2 separate regions of the Gossypium hirsutum genome follow, and region 1 is linked to region 2. Evidence: chromatin contacts called from public Hi-C data. All regions are on one chromosome and are shown on one strand. Each heading gives the region's core, a stretch centred on a gene start, on an enhancer-like site or on the middle of the called end of the contact. The rest is flanking DNA. Distances are from core to core; before and after follow the strand shown. Region 1 holds the start of LOC107947922 (protein TRANSPORT INHIBITOR RESPONSE 1). Region 2 holds the start of LOC107947875 (NPL4-like protein 1).

Region 1 (2,744 bases), core at 86-2,585, 300 kb before region 2:
TTAAAAAAATCGACCAAACCAAATACAAAATCAAGAAGAAAGTTTCTTTTTTACAATTGAACTTACAAGAGAAGAAATTTGCATATTCTTTAAGCATCTAATTGCTCAAACCATACAAGAAAATAAAGTTCTAATCTAGGAACAAAAAACAAACAAATCCCAAGATGGAATTAAAATAACATACAAAGAAGGATAAAAAAAGGAAAAATTTTGAAAAAAGAAATACCATAAGAATCTGCAGTACCAACTTGGAAAATCAGTCCCTACATCCTCAATTTACAAAATATATTATTCATCGTTTATACAGCAAAAGCAAAGCCCACGTTTCCCAGAAATAACCGTTTAAAATCTGGAAAACAACCCCCGAAAAAGAATCTAGGTATAGAAAACAAGAACAAGGAATCCTAGGGGGAAAGGGGCATTTGAAGTGAACAAAACTCTACCCTTCTCAAAAATCACAAAGAAAACAGAAATGTAGCTAAAACCAAAAACAAAAATTGAATCTAACAAAGACCCAAGGTTCAATTCTTTGTCTAACTGAAAAGCAAAGTAAAAGCCAAACAAACGAAGTAAAAAAGAGTTTATCAAACTCACTTGCAGCTAGCAGCAATGGCAGCGAGCCCATCAGTTGAAAACCCTTCACAAGAAAAGAGCACCAACACTTGCAAATTCGTAAACGACTTAGCAACAAGCTCCAGGCTCTCGTCCGTGACAACCATTCGCTTAAGCCGGATCTCTTCGAGCCATGGATAGGCTCCAGCCATTTCCGATATCCATGGAAGTACGTACCCGCCCCAACCGTCCGGTACCAGATTGAAGTCCGCGAAGTGTGGCTTCCCTTTTAGCTCAATGGATCTGATATCCGGGAACCGTCTGATCACCATCGTAGGGCTGACGGCGTAACAGTTCCCCACGAATATCTTCCTCCGACACCACCGTTCGATCTCGTACCACGATTTGCACACCACCGACGCTGCGTTCCGGTCCTTGCCCGAATGTATGAACGAGAACACGTGCTCCAAAATCTCGTCGGGGAACGAATACGCCGTTTTCTTCTGCATTTTGAAAAATCGAGAAAGAGAAACAAAACACACACACACACGCGAAGAGAAATTAAGCCTTTTTGGATTAAAAATATACAAAAGAAGATACTCTTTTTTGCCTTTTGGTTTGCCGAAGATTGGGGTTTTCTTAAGCTTTAGAGTTCATTTTCAGATCTGAAACGCCATTAATGAAGCTTACAGTGAGAGCAGAGGTTAAGGAGCTATAAAGAGAGAGAAAGTGAAGTGATATGACAGATACAAGGTGAGAGAGGATAAGAATTTTTATTGATGTGTTGAGAAGGGTGGTTAGATTTTAACAATGGTTAAATATGTCATGTCAAATTAGGTCTAATTCTAGGTTTAGTCCCTTTAGTATGTTGAAATTTTGAAATTTATCTTTCTATGTATTTTTTTACATAACTTTGTACTTTATTAGTAAATCCAAATTCAAAACCTCAATTGTTACTTTATCTCTTAAAGGATTTAAACATTATTGATTGAATTTTTATGTGATATAAACTGTATGATCATATAATACAAAAAAAAAGTTCACGTTAGCACTTTAACAATATCAACAAACAATTTTATCGAATTTAAATACACTAATAACATTATAAAAGTCCCAGTAAGAAGCCAAGTGATAGGAAAAGATAGCCAATTAGGGTGATATTGTAAAAAATTTATAACAAATCATATCAAATTAAAAATAAAATAAAATGATTAAATGTCAAATTTTAGTCTTACCGGGGACTAAATCAGAATTATAGCGAAAGGAAAGATGAGGGTATCAATTTTTTGTGGGGATAACTAATGGACGTTTAAGATAGAGACACGTGGTGGGGGAGAGATGCGGGCCATATGATGGACGGTGTGAAGGGGAGATCTTATCCGTCGGCAACAAAGCGGAGCCGCAGAAAACGGGTGTATGGAAGAGCGTGTAGGGGCAGATGTTCAACGAGATTTTTGAGGAATATATCGGGAAGGAGATGGAACGACGAGATATTGATACGCGGAGGGCTGATAAAATGTGGTGATGTGTAGGGGAGAGTGGTGGTGCAATGAATCCCATGTTGCGCGTAGCACGGCTGGATCGGAGGGATCTCGATATGCGGGGACCACAATAAAAGGGATAAAATATTATTATAATAATAATGACAAAAAGTCGTAAACACTGTGATTGAGATTTCTCAATTTTGATTAATTCAAAATAAAAAATGATTAGAACTGAAATATCAAAACTTAAAAATTGGAGTCTCAATTTAGGGATGATTTAATTAAAAAGTAATGATGTTAATTATTAAAACACATAAGAAATATTAAAGTGCATTGTATTGTCTACCAGAGGCCATAATGAGGAGATGGATAATATTTTTGTTTCTATTTTGACTTCATGGGATATGGGATAATCATGCCCATTATTATTCACTTCTATATTTAGTCTTCAATTAAACTAAACAAACTCCTTATTACAAACAATAATGATTCATTCTTTTTTCGCCAATATTTGCTGAAGAGATAAAGAGTTGTGTTTTCATTTGCATACATTAACCAAATAATAAACACAGCATATATATATATATAATTTTGTGTAAATAAATGTTATAAACGTTGTTTTTTCTTTTTTTACATTAAATTAAACGTATTCCAACACCCCATATTTTAAAACAAAACAAAACCAAAAAAAAAAAAAACTCCTTATTG
Region 2 (2,723 bases), core at 42-2,541:
GAAGCTTTTGACATGTTGGGTTGATTGTTGTTCTTATGTGAATTGTTTTGTTTAAGTTGTTGATTGATCCTCTGATTTTTGTTTTTAGGCTTTGGAATCACTCTTGTAATAAAAATAATTTTTTAAGATATTCAAATTTTGATAATATTTTGTGTATTATTAATTTTAGACATGTGTTATATACTAAATTACACATAATTATTGATACTTACGCTATATTATCATACTATAATCCATTGTAATTGTATTATTGATAATTAATAAAATGTAATCATTATACCAATTGTTGAATATATGTATTAATAAAGATAGTATTTTTCTATCTATATTATAAATATTTAAAATTTATTTGAAACTTTATATTCATGATAAATGCAACTATATTGATAAATTTAATGGCCAAATTGCTAAAATATTAATTGTCTGGAGAATTATATATATTAATGCTACTTTTGGTTACTAGTGTAATAACACGAAAAAAAGCTTATTTAACACATATGTTCTAAAGTAGTTAGACATAAAAGAAAGAATAATTATTACGAATTTAAACATGCAATTAGAAAGATGAGTAAAAACTCATTGTAGAAAATAAAACCTCTTTAAAATAAGTGAAAAGTTTTCTTTTTTGTTTGGCACAAACAAGTCATATGAGTGGCTAAAAATTATCAATTGTGATTAAATTTTTAGCTAACCAATAACTAAAATATGTGGATGCAATAATACTTCAACCAAACATAACATAATAGTTTTAGTAATAGTTATATATATATATTATGTAAATAGTATATCATCTATTATAGTTAGCTTTTAAAATTGATTTAACCGATCAGATTGAATCAATTCAAGCAAATCAATTAATAACTTTGATTTTGATTTTAGACCAATTAATAGTTGCTTTTTGATACAATGACCAATTAATAGTTAAATATATGTATTAATAGTTTTAATATATATTATTACATTAAGTAATACTATATCACATAGCATAATAGTAATACAAAATCTTTTAATTATTATATATTATATATTATTAATTATTTTTTTATTAATAAAATTTTAATATAAATATGTAATGCTTAGGATTATATTTTTATAAAATAAATAATTTTTATATAATTATATTAATTATTAATATTTATTATCGTCTTACAATTATAAATTCTAGCTTTTTCAAGTTTTGGTTCAAATTTATTTTAGGTTTGAGCGTTCAAATTTTTTTGAGTTTAAATGTATAATGGGCTTAAACTTTTTCGAGCTCAAATTATTAGGAGTTCATTGTTGAGTTGAGAACGTTGACGTTTTAGTGTTGCAACAGTAAATAATTTGTAGAGGTTGAAAGGAGGACTAAAAAGAAAGTTAATCCTGGAGTAAATATATCTCTTTCGTGTCCTAGTCGTGGTCTCCCACGGCAAGCGATCCAAGTACTTGTTAGCTTTTCCTCCAAGTTCCAACTCAACTCTGCCACTCCAAGAACTTGTTCTCTCCAACACTGACTCTTTTCTTCTCCATTATAAAAAGTAACTAAATCTTCCTAAAACTTTCAATTCTAATCAAGATTTCCAGCATTCATAAACGCCGCCGTCTCCACCCCAAGATGTTGCTCAGAATCCGCAGCCGAGACGGCCTGGAACGTGTCCAGGTCGGCGGTCCTCATGTTTCAATCTCCCAATTGAAAGCCTTAATCGAATCCCAATTCCAAATCCCCATTCATAACCAAACCCTTTCCACCGATCGCAATCTTCTCTTGGCTAAAACCCCCGCCGATCTTCTCCGTTTCACCGACATGTCCGACCCCTCCCGTCCCCTCTCCTCCTTGAACCTCTCCCACGGCTCCGTCGTTTTCCTCTACTACCAGGGTGAACGCACCGTCCGCGGCGGACCCCCCGTCTGTCCCGCCGGATCCTTCGGGCGTAAGATGACGATGGACGACCTCATCGCTAAGCAGACACGGATCACCCGCCAGGAATCGCCTCACTGCGATTCGGTTTCCTTCGACCGCGATTCCGCCAATGCTTTCCAGCGGTACGTCAACGAAACGCTGGTGTTCGCCGTGAAACGCGGCGGCTTTATGTACGGCACCGTCTCCGAAGAAGGTAGGGTGGAAGTCGATTTCATTTACGAGCCGCCTCAGCAAGGGATGGAAGATGATTTGATTCTCTTGAGGGATCCCGAAGAAGAGAAATTGGTTGATGCCATTGCTGCTGGTTTAGGTAGGAAGAGGGTAGGGTTTATTTTTACCCAGACGATAATGCAGGACAAAAAGGACTATAACTTTTCCAACAAGGAGGTTCTACAGGCGGCTGAGCTTCACGCTGAGAGTAGGCTGAAGGAGTGGGTGACTGTTGTGGTGAAGCTGGAAGCCACTGAAGATGGGGATGCCGATGTACATTTTGAAGCTTTCCAAATGAGTGATATGTGTGTTAAGTTATTTAAGGAAGGATGGTTCGTGACCGAGTTCGGGGAAGACGATGATCCAAAGCTTTCCAAGATGAAGAAAGAAGTCGTCGTAGGTGGGAAGGATGTTAAGGAGGTTGATAATGATTTCTTCTTGGTGGTGGTTAAGATTATCGACCATCAGGTGATAATTCTTTATTCATTAACTGATATTAACCAATTCATGTTGTTGAATTAGTTGCTTTTTATGGTTAATACTTGTGTTTATGATTAACCTATTGATCTCCAAGGTGTGAATGCTGCATGTGAAGTTTGCATTTTCACTATAA

The links. Hi-C and Micro-C count contacts between places; a contact is called where the count stands out from the background.
Region 1: a contact with region 2 is called in a Hi-C map of leaf, with 2.5 times the contacts expected there. The contact joins the promoter of LOC107947922 here to the promoter of LOC107947875 in region 2. A contact is called at or near these places in 6 of 34 Hi-C or Micro-C datasets (hypocotyl and leaf).

The regions. Positions count from the first base shown.
Region 1 is chrA08:93,150,057-93,152,800 of Gossypium_hirsutum_v2.1, reverse strand. It overlaps LOC107947922 (protein TRANSPORT INHIBITOR RESPONSE 1), which reads right to left and starts at 1,335. Exons shown (of 3, transcript XM_016882423.2): 1 at 595-1,335. The coding sequence starts at 1,061.
Region 2 is chrA08:92,854,318-92,857,040 of Gossypium_hirsutum_v2.1, reverse strand. LOC107947875 (NPL4-like protein 1) reads left to right here and starts at 1,291. Exons shown (of 2, transcript XM_016882384.2): 1 at 1,291-2,578. The coding sequence starts at 1,595.